Regions from separate parts of the Rattus norvegicus genome. Here region 1 is linked to region 2. Evidence: chromatin contacts called from public Hi-C data. All regions are on one chromosome and are shown on one strand. Each heading gives the region's core, a stretch centred on a gene start, on an enhancer-like site or on the middle of the called end of the contact. The rest is flanking DNA. Distances are from core to core; before and after follow the strand shown. Region 1 holds the start of Zbtb10 (zinc finger and BTB domain containing 10). Region 2 has its middle 85 kb from the start of Zbtb10.

Evidence for each region. A called contact is a pair of places that touch in the nucleus more often than the background predicts.
Region 1: a Hi-C map of Schwann cells shows a contact between it and region 2, with 4 times the contacts expected there. The contact joins the promoter of Zbtb10 here to the enhancer-like site in region 2. A contact is called at or near these places in 4 of 12 Hi-C or Micro-C datasets (Schwann cells, kidney, liver and 1 more) and 1 of 1 datasets of contacts at active chromatin or transcription factors (oligodendrocytes).

What each region holds. Positions count from the first base shown.
Region 1 is chr2:94,415,758-94,421,498 of GRCr8, forward strand. Zbtb10 (zinc finger and BTB domain containing 10) reads right to left here and starts at 1,551. Exons shown (of 7, transcript NM_024489.2): 1 at 64-1,551. The coding sequence starts at 1,008.
Region 2 is chr2:94,329,502-94,335,066 of GRCr8, forward strand. No RefSeq gene overlaps it. Among named protein-coding and RNA genes, the nearest start is that of Zbtb10, 85 kb to the right of the region's middle. Within about 2 kb of position 3,155, at least 55 of the 93 cell types and tissues checked have an H3K27ac peak or open chromatin away from gene starts, as enhancers often do. A contact at or near this core is called in Schwann cells, kidney and liver, where this site is marked.

The sequences.
Region 1 (5,741 bases), core at 301-2,800, 85 kb after region 2:
TCTCCCACTGATAAAACCTTTCCCAAAAGATCTGAGGAAAACCAAGAGCCGGATCTACGGTACCTGGGCGTTGGCTTCGTGGAGTTTGTGTTCGGTGGAGACGTGGTGCCTCAGGAGCAGGGTTTTCTTGTAGTTGCGGGTCCCTCGCGAAAGCTCATCATGCCCCACCTGGGGAAGGTCCACGCTGCCCACATCCTCGGGGGTCGTTTGGCACCAGCCGCAAAACATAAGGCCAGTATCATTGGAGTACCGCAGCCAAGGGAAGTCCTTGAGCCAAGAGGTCTGGAAGGAGCACTGGAGCTTCTGCATGAGGGACTTGGGCCTCGCGAGCGGGAAGTGCTGGACAGTCTCTCCTTCTCCAGCTCCCACACCGCTGCCCTCTGCTTCTTCCCCGCCTTCGCCTCCCGACCGCCTGCTGCTGCTGCAGCTGCCGCCTTCCGCCCCACTGCCATCGCCCGGGCTCGCCCCCTCCTCCTCGGTGCTGTAGCTCAGGGACGCCCCGTCCTGCATCAACTCCTTCCCCTCCAGCGCGTCCAGCTCCGGATCCACGGCCGCCAGCCCTCGCCCATTGAAATGCCTGAGGGGCCACGCCGAGGTCTCCGGGCGGCCGCGACTGCTGCCATTGTTGCCGAGACCCCCGCCGCCTCCCCCGCGGAAGGCCAGAGTCCGACGGTTCCTTTCCGCTAGCAGGGGGCCCCCCGCGCCGCCGCCCAGCAAGGCGGGGCCGCCCGTGTCCTGAGGGAGCAGCAACTCCTTGGCGTCCTCCGCGGCGGCCGCCCCGGCGGAGGCCTCCGAGTCTTGGGGCTCCAGGCCCTCCGATTCCATTTCCTCGTCGGCCCCGCGCCCATTGGGCTGCGGCGGCACGGGCGGCGCGGGGAGTCGCGGCTGAAACTGCGGAGGCCAAGAAGAGGCCTCCCCGCCAGCGTTATTGTTCGTGGGGCCGCCGCCGGTGACCAACCCGCCTCCTCGGAACGCCAGCGTCCTGCGGTTCATTTCACTGAACGACATGGCGCGCGCCGCCGTCGCCGCCGCCGCCCGGTGCCTCGGCTCGCGCCCGGGCTCGGGCCGCGTCCCGCGCGCTCGCCGCGGCTCCCCCAACGCCTCACCCCCGCCCCCGCCCCCGGCGCTGCGCCGCGCCGCTCTGCGCTGCGCTCCCGCCGGCACGGCCTTACCCTCCTGCCGGCTCGCGCTCGCTCCCAGGCCGCCGCACGCGTCTGCCGCCGCCGCTGTCCCAGCCGCGTCCTCTCCACCCCCGCCCTGCCGCGCTCCGGGCAGCGTCCCGCGCGGAGAGGTGGGCGGGCGGCGGAACCGGGGCGCGTGCGGCCTTCGAAGTTGAGGAGTGCGGGCGCCCCTCCGCTGCCCCGCTTCAGCGCTGCGCGCACACACCGGCCCGCCAACAGATCTCCGTCCTCGGGGAGTCGCGCCGCCGCCGCCGGCTGCCGAGGAGCGGACGCGAGAGGCGCGCTAAGCCGCCAGGCTCCGCCACATAGCGAGCCGACAATAAAGCCGGCGGAGCGTTTCCGTCCGACCAGGCCCTGGCGGAGGTCGAATGGCAAATGAACAACGGACCGTGCGCCCACAATGCACCGGGGTAGCAGTAACCGCTGGAGGGGGAGAGGGTGGGGGCCGGCCGGGGGAGGGGGCGGGCTGGGCCGGGCTGGGCTGGGCCGGGGGCGCCCGGGGACCGGGAAAGGGGCCGGCCGCTCGGGCCTGCGGGCGGGGGTGCGGCCACGGGAAGGAAGCGGGCGGGGCGCGGGGCCGGGGTCTCGGGGCGGGGCCGGCTCGGCCAGGACAAACAGCTGGCGAGTGTCAGGGGCCGCCTCGCCGCCGCGCGCCCGAGCGCACCGTGCCCGACTCTCGCCACGACTTCACCTGGGACTCGGGAGTAACTGCTGTGGGAGCGCGTCCCAGCCCTGTCATCTACCGGGGGGCGGGTGGCCGTGCCCGAGGAAGTGAACTTATTTTGTTCCTTGACAAAAGACTGGACCAGGCGGTGCCTCCCTCGCGAGGACACCTCCTTGGGCGCATTGTGTACGCCGGGCAGCACCTCTAGCCCAGGGCGACGATCGTTTCACAGAAAATGCACCGCCCCGAGTGTCTTATTGCTGTGATGAAATGGAAATTTAAATAAAAGGTCGAACACGTGCGTTCACTGGGAAGTATTGACATGGGTGTTACATCACCAGCAGCCAATCAGATAACTCCAGTCGTGTTTATACTTCTACAACCACCTTGTGAGTATTACAGTATGTCATAGCGTTATAAATATTAGGCAGGGTTTTCCCCACGAGCGGGGAGGAGTCAGCTGCTGCGGGCGCCGCGTGCGGCTGCGAAGAGAGTGCAGCTCCGAAGACAGGGTGAGCAGATGAGAATTAATTTTTAGGACTTTGAGAAAAGCTGTTGGCATCGCGTATGGAATTTGAGTGATCACATCGGTCAAAGCTGGTCAAAGCCTCCCGAAGTTATATTAGCCTAGGTTTGGTTTTGGGTTTTTGAGTTGTTTTTTTTTTTAATCTTCCCAGAAAGAGGCCTTGCCAATTAAGGACCCATAAACTTACCCTCCCCCCTTAATTATGCTCTATTTGGAAAACATTAGCGCATTTAGACTCATTAATTCACAAAGTGAGGTAGATTTATCTATTATTTATTGGGGGGCGATTTTTGAAACAGGGTCCAGGCCACCCTAGTCTACATCGTTAATTTAGGACAGCCAGGGATATACACTAGACCCTGCCTCAGTTTCAGGATTACTCAGAGTCCAGGAATTACTGGGATTACAGGTGTGTGCCACCAAGTTGTACAACTTCTTCAGTTTGAGCCTATTTCAGGCTTTTTTTTTTTTAAACTTACTTTCTTAATTTTCTTTTTAAAAGACAGGGCCTCTCTATGTAGCCCTGTCTGTCCTGGAACCCACAGACCTGCCTGAAGCTTCCCTTTTGGGGTGGGCTGGGGAGAGCAGTGGTCTTTCATTTTTCAAGTTTTAAAATTAGGATGGAGGCTGTTCTTTGTGAGTTCCCAGAGCCTTTATGGTGGCTTACTACCTGGAACTGCAGCTACAGGGGATGTGCTCCGATACCAGACACCGGTGATGTACAGACATACTTGCAAGAAGACACCCAGGCACACAACTTTTTAAATTTAAAGCAACGTGTTATAAACTAATTCTCCAATGTGTTATAAATTAATATTTGCTAACACTTTTTCTAAAGACAGATTACCATGTCCTGGCTGGCCTTGAATTCGTTCTCCTCAGCCTCATTCTGTCACCACAACCAACTTACCTGAATGGAACTTTTTGGTTTGTTTATGTGGTCTCACCTTATAACCCTCCTTGTCCTAGAAGTCACTGTGTAGATCAGGCTGCCTAGAATTCACAGCAGCCCCGCCTCCTCGAGGGCTAGGATTTAAGGTGAGAGTCCCCAGGCCCAGTTACCTTAAAGCTTTTGACTGAATTAGGCACAAGCTGAGCGCTGAGGTGTGTGGGTTTAGAGTTTTCAAAGCCATGTGACGTGATTTGCCTTTAATGCTTGTACCTGATGTGATGAAGTTTTGTATATGAGCTGACATGCATTACTTGTAACATGAGCTCAAGCTTTCTTATGGACAAGCAGCATGATTTCGCTGAGCAGACTGATGGACTACCTGCTCATAACGCTCTGGATGTGGGTCATCTTCCTAGCAACACACATATCCTCTCCCCATGCTACCAGTGGTAGTAAGTGGTTACTAGCATCAGTTATAAGATTAAGATGTTGAGAAATGTCATCTGTATTTATTCATGTCATCTGCTTTATTCAACTTATCTCATCTCTAGCTTGTGCCCCTAGTTAATGTATGATAGGAACTACATTAACTTGGGCTGGAATCTGCTGTCTATAGATTTCTATAGCAATAGAATCAATGAAAACACTTTAAGTCCTAATTGGCATTTACAGTGCTAAATGTCTTTGCTCACACAGACATCCTTCCTAATGTTTTATAAGTCTACACTGTTGTTAGGTATGGTGGCACATTACTGTAATCCCAGGACCGAGGAAGCTGAGGCAGGAGGAGAACCAGTTCAAGACAGCCTCTGTTACATAACAGGCTTTCGACCAGCCTAAGCTACACAAAATCCTGTCTCAAAAAATAAATTAATGAATAAATGTTTAAATAAATAAAATGATTTCCACAATGTCGTCTTTGTGAAATTATCTTTAAACATGAACTAATTGAGAATGAGTGATACTCTGGGGAGGGGAGCTACTGGGCAGCCCAGAATGGCCTGTGACTCCGTCTCCAGAGGATCCAGTTGCCTCTTCTGCCCTCCACAGATGACCTGACCCAACACACACATAAAAACACTTAGAATGAATGACACTAGGGTCTGAGGATGTTGGCAGACTTGGTATAGTGCTTATGTAATTAATAGCCAAACAGTGGTGAGAGGAGTAGGGGTGTGTGTGTGTATGTGTCTAAAACCTACAAGAAATCAGAAACCTTGAAGGAATCAGAAACAGGTCTCTGCCACCAAGTGCCCTGTGCCAAGGGAACTGTGACTAACAAGGGGCTCTCCTCTGTAAATGGAGTGCTTAGGAATTCCCCCACCCCTTCCAGTCTCCAACTAACAAGCAGGGACCTGTTCTCCCCTGTAGCCCCCATACTTACTGTTAGGGTTCTGCCATATTTAAGGGAATCCCCCCTGATGCTTACCAGGGGAACCCCTGAAGAATGGGGCAATCCCAAGCAATCTGTCCCCTAATTTCACTCTAAATTTTGTAAAACGTCATGCTATCTCTGTGGGACCAATAGGGAACGAACTCCTAGACCTGGCTCAGCTGAGCTTTGGTCAGACCAAACTATCCTTTAATGCCTTGGTAGAGGCTTCTGCTGCTCTGCACTTTGCCTGTTATGCTTCAGAAACAGTGGCCCATGCTGCTTCTGTGGAATGGGCACAGCTTGTCTCCCAGAAAGATGGTGCTATTTTACTCTCAAGCAAGCAAAAAAAGTAAGACTTTGAGAGAGAGGGCTTATGATGTCTTTCCTCACAACTTCTTTGATAAACTTTTCTGTTGACTCTTTTATCTAAGGAGAACTTACTCTTTTGAAAACACTGTGTTAGAGCCACGTATGGTAGCTCACTTGTTTAACCCTAGCCCTTAGGAGGCTGAGGCGGGAGGATGAGGACTTCAAAGTGTGCCCTACCCTAGAGAATATTTTCAGCTAGGGTAATCCCTTCCTATCAAAGCTAAACCTTGTACACAATGTTGTATCTATAAAATTATAAGATACATTGTTTTTAGTTGCTACATTAAAAATTAAACTTTATTGTTCAAGTATAGTTGTAGGAAAAAAGGAAAATCTCACCCACTATTTACAGTACCCAGAATTAATGTGAAAATAGTATATCTGTCTGTACTTAGCATTCTAGTTTGGATATTTGTGAGTTGGGTCCTATCTCGTTCTTAGCAATTCATGCATTTTAATATCACTAAATACCCTGTGTCATTTCAATCACCCTATATGGACATGGATAGCTGTCATAATCAGGGCATTGTTTTACTGTCTTTTGCCAATCCTCCCCATTATAAACTTTTTTTTTTTTTGAGGTAGGGTTTCGAGTAACCCAAGCTAGTCATCTTGGAAGTCCCAATCCTCCGGCCTATGCCTTCCAATTAGCAATAATCCGCGCCTCAGATAAACCTCACTGACTGTGATACTGCCATTACGCAAAGCTCGGCCTACGCCTTCCAGTGGTAGCC
Region 2 (5,565 bases), core at 1,905-4,404:
AGAAGCAAGTGAGGGGCTGGGGGTTTAGCTCAGCGGTAGAGCGCTTGCCTAGCAAGCGCAAGGCCCTGGGTTCGGTCCCCAGCTCCGAAAAAAAGAAAAGAAAAAAAAAAAAAAGAAGCAAGTGAGATAGAAGGACTATGAACCTTATTTTAGATATCTTTCTTGGATACAGTTCCTTTAAAGAATATAATGCATTCTTAATGCTCTAAGGAAATCCCTTTACAAGGAATTGAAAAGTTCCTCTTCTGAACCTGTCACCCTATCCCACAGCTCATGCCCTAGCACTAAGATGGCCCAAACTAGGAACAGAAAACGTTTCTAACTCGTTCTGTTATGAGAAACAGAACAGAAATCAACACGCATCTTCAGCTCCAATCCGATTGTGTATCCCCATTCACTCCCCTCTTTGAAATGTAGTTTGTAGACACAGAGTCTCTTCTTTAAAAAAAAAAAAAATATGTAAGATTTCTTCATGAGACTGAAGAGATGGATCACTTGTTAAGGGCTCTTTTTTAAAGTTTTATTTATTGTATGTATATGAGTACACTGTAGCTGTCCCAAGAAGAATGTGTCGGATCCCATTATAGATAGTTGTGAGCCACCATGTGTTTGCTGGGAATTGAACTCAGGACCTCTGGAGTCAGAGCTGGACTTTAGAGCAGTCAGCGCTCTAAACCACTGAGCCATTTCTCCAGTCCCTTGTTAAGGACTCTGGCAGAGGATCTGACTTCAGTTCCCAACATCCACATAATGCAGCTAATGACCCATAGAACTCCAGCTCCGGAGGCCCCAGCACCCTCTTCTGGCCTCCAAAGGTAGTGGGCCTTCATGTGCATAGACATACACACATATACACAATTTTTAAAGGTTGAATCTTTTTTAAAAGAAAGATTATGTGTATGTCTCTGTGTATGTGGGTGTACATGAGGGTCAGACAGGGATCTCCTAGAGCTAGTGTTACAGGCTGTGAACTCTAGAAGTAAAGCAATCTCTGTAAGAGCAGTGACCATTCTTAATTACTAAGCCAAGCGACGTCTCCAGCCCATCAACCTGCCTCCTAATGTACAGAGCTATACAATGAACTAAAGACCTTCTCAGAGACATTCTTAACTAAGTCACCATAAACTCATTTATGGCTTCCAGGCAGCAATAGAAACTTCTGGAAGGTTATCCAGTAGAATTCTTTCACCACGGCCCCTGATGTGAGTGTTTTTTAGAAAGCAGCTGCATTGTTGAAACCTTTCTAAGCCAGTCGTTAGCACCTACTTTCCACCTGACAGGGACACAGACAGGGCCCTCCACTATTACACCATATGAAGATCATTTTGATAGAAATGGGTCCTGGGGAACAGGATTCTTGAACACTGTAGTGGTGGAACTGGTTCCTACACAGACTGCGGAAAGCCACCGTGAAGGTGCAAAGGCTGAAGAGGAAAGTCCTTTGAATCCTCATCTTCTAAGACATAACCTGTCGGCGGCCCCGGTGTATGGGTGGAAGCTGGAGGCACCAGATGGAGAAACTTCAGTGTGTCCCAGACATTTATATGTTTTCCTCCCCTTCATCTTTTGTTGTCTGTTTTGGGTTTGGGGTTTTGTTCCTGAGACAAAGTCAGTGTAGCCCAGGTTGACCTTGAACTTAAGGCCATCTTCTTTGGCTTCTTGGGACTTGGACTTCAGTAGAGTTCATAAGGCCCAGACTCTTTTCTGTTGACTGTCATGGACTCAGACCCTGGGTTTATACCCAGCAGAGCTGTGTGATCTTGGGAAAATTGTCTTAACCTCTTGTGACTCAAATTCCTTGCTGGTAAAATAAGAAATGTCTCTCTGTCCTCTCAGTCTACCACTTAAGGACACATGTTTAAGCTAGTGAGTCCAAACCAAACAGATGGTAACTTTCAGCCTGTTCCAGGTTATATCCATGAACAGCTGAGTCAGAGTGCCCGAAGACAAACAATTAGATTAAATCTTTCATCAAGAACGTTTTTTAAAAGTCCAAGTAGTCTTCTTTAAGTCTTAAGTCCAGCCTTACAACGTTTGAAAACAAGGATCTAAGCACAAATAGCAAAGACTTCAGGAATCTTCCAAAGACTTAGGAATCAAACTTAAACAATCGTCTGTGGGGTCCAGCAGAGGCATCAGGGCTTATCAGAACCCAGACTAACATATTTCCTCCAGGACCTGGGAGCTATGGCTTCCTGGTGAATTGCTATTCATACTCGCACATCTGCACACATAAACCACTTTAACAAACACGCTGTGGGGTCCTTACACAAAGACAAGGACACCGGCTGTCAGGGCACTGCACTGAATTGGGGACACAAACCCCATTTTCCTATGTAAATTGGCCTGGATGTTCCTAGGGCCCCCAACAAAAGAGGTCAGTCCTATTAAATAGGGCCATCTGGCCGGCTGCCCGGCCCCAGTGACACCTCTGAGCATGGGCGTGAGAGAGTGGTCTTCAGGGGACCAGGAAGGTAGGTTGCACGAGAGAGCGCAGCTGTCACCTTGGTCCCAGGGTCCTGCCAACAGAGGCTGGGAGCGATTAGATTATAGGTGGTCTTAAGCCTCAGGGCCCGGGGCGCCTGAGTTGCGCTGGGCTGGGCACTCTTTGTTCTTGGACCCCGAAGGGGTGCGGCTCCTCAGTCTTGGCTAGAGTCACTGCTCTGTTCCCAAAGCCTCAGGGCAGCTAGCGCCAAGGGGCCAGCAGCCTTGGGCGACTCCATAGCAACGGCGTGGGAGAGCCACAAACCCAGAGCTAGAGGGGAGACAGCGGGAGGGAAACCGGAGAGAGGCACGAAGCAGGGAGAGGGGACTAGGAAGGATGGAGAGCTGTAGGAGAGAGGAGAGAGAAGGGGTTCGGTGGCGGGTGCGGGGTGGGGTGCAAATAAAGAAGAATAGAAGTGAAGTAAATAAGGGAAGAGCACTGGGAGAAATGAAAGGGTAGCAGAGGAACAACAAAAGATTAGGGAGCAACCAGAGGGATGGGAAGGGGTGGAGGGGTGGAGAGAGGTGGATTAGCAGGAGAGAGGTGGGGAACAGGGAAACGGGGCGTGGGGTGTGGTGGAAAGAGAGGAGCGGAGACCGAATAGGAGCTGGGAGGGAGGGTGGCTGAAGGGAGGAGCTGGGCGCAGCCGGGGCGGGTTCCGCACTGGATCCCTGACCGCAGCTGCTGGCCGCCCAGAGGGGAGGAGCAGGCCACCGCGCAGTGACGCCGGGGACCCTAGTGTGTTCGGAGCGCCAGGGAGCTGGCCCTGGTTCCTTCCACCGCCGCCTCCCCGGGGAGACAGAGTCCCTCTGCAGCTGCACACTCCCCTCCAGCCCCAGGGATCCCCAGACCCATGCAGAGCAATCTCCCTAGGAGAAGGACACCCGGTCACCGCCCGCAGCAAGCCGAGCAGAGAGGGTAGGCGCTCCGCAAACAGAGGGCCCAGGTCGCTTTCCCCCCGGAATATTGATTTCACCAGAGAATATGTTTCCATTACAGAACTATTAGGCGATGTGGGCTGTTGTTTATGAATTCATCTCCTCCTCCAACCCCCCAAACACGGAACATCCTCTAGAAACATATTACTAATGTTAACCTTGGGGTCAGAAAAACGGTTTTAGAATTTTCAGCGTAAATTTTTTAGAAAAAGCCAGTCCTAGAGGTATCACCATTTTCTAAATCCGACCTACACACATATTACTAAGCTTACATACACATCCCAAAAGTTAGCGAAGCGGAAGTGACCCTGCTCTAAGTTTGCTATGAGAAAGGGGTTTGATTACACTCTGAAAGCATTCTAGCGCTTACGATATGGTGGTATTGTACGTGTGATTGTGTGTGGTGGGAGCGGGGTGGGGAGGAGCAAACAAACCTATTTGGAACTCACCGGGATTTCAAAAGAAATCTCACAGATAAGTGCTGTGTGGTTTATTTTAAAACCATCATAAGACATAAAGGGAAAACAAATAAACTTTTGGACGTTCTCAGCTAACATGGCCTATGGGAAAATGAAAATAAATCCTAATTGAAAAAACAGCGCTCGCCATAAATAGGATTCACTTTCAAGCAGAGAACGTGGTTGGTAGGAAAAAAAAAAAAAAAAGCACCAATCGAATCCGTGCCTTAAAGAACACGGATCTGCCTAGTCAGCCAGGGCTTTTGCTTTGATGTTTGTTCTGAAGATGCAAAACCGGAATCCTTGTTTTCAGGTATTACCCAAAGAATGTTAGTTTCTCCTGCCAAGTTAGCCACCTACCCTAAAGCTGCAAGCACGCTCCTGTGTGGTTTTGTGGTAGCCCATCTACTTTCAACATTGTTTTTGACCAAAAGGAGAAGATGAAACACCTAAACGAGCTTACAATGATGTTTACGGAACTCTAAATTGCATGTGGGACTTGCAGGCTGAGTCCCAAAGAGTCGGTGTGTGACATTTCCTGACAAAAGCCATCTTAAACAATTTGTGGGCATCAGCTTACAATTCTTTACATTTAGAAGACAGGAATTAATATTATCCCACTTTGTAAATGTGGAAATTGAAGTTTACAGAGGATACAAAGGAAGGTACAAAGAAAGCCTGTCCAGGTTCACAGATCCATGCAGCACCAAATGGCAGAGGCAGGACAGAGACCTCGAGCTCTCGTCACTGGCCAGAATGCTCTGATCCTTGACTACCACTGTGAAGAAACGGGGCTTCTTGGCATCTAGAGTGACACTGAATGTCACCCCGAGGGACATACTTACAAGCTAATGGGGTTTCTCCATTCCAGTCCAGTTGTTAGACTGAATTAGAAAGACACTGATGTCCAGTGGGCTGGTGAGGTGACTCCGTGGGTCAGGGCACCTGCTGTGGGAGAGAACGCCTTCCCCAAAGTTGCTTTCAGACCCTCTCACATGCCCACCCACATAGGCCAGTTACACATACAGTAGTAATAATTAATTAACTTAAAAAGAAAGATCTAAGCTGAAAATTTATTTTCTCTCTCTTTTTACTGAGTTTTAAAGAAGTATTTTATTGAGTAAGTACAAAGTGTTGGGCTTCCTCTCCGCCTCCTCAGACTCACGCGAGCATCATAATACTTTATTCTTACGCATTCCTCAAGCCCCATGCTGGACAACAGCAAAGTGACAGATCTAGAGCCAGAGGTGGCCTGTAATGCCAGCACTTGGGTGGCTGTGGCGGAGCCTCTGATATCTGAGGCTAGCCTGGGCTACATAGTGAATCCAAGACCACCTTGTGACTAGACGAGATGCTCATTCAGAAATACAAAACAAAGACAAGAGAACATTTCCTACATTTGTCTTACACAATTACGCAATAAAACGACAGCTTTGAGTAAAGTCATGGTATCCTGCCTACCCTAGCAATATCATAGCATAAGTCATTATACAATAGCACAGGCTTCAGAAAAGCAGGAAGTAGTGACCTGCTTGCCTGAACTGACTAATTATCAATTGTTCCCGTGGCTATTTGAAATGGAGGCAATATTAAAAAATATATGTTCTGATTGTTTCTTGACCTTTTGGCTAAGACGGGATGTAAAAACATACAGTCATAAAGCGTCTTTTAATATTTTAGGGAG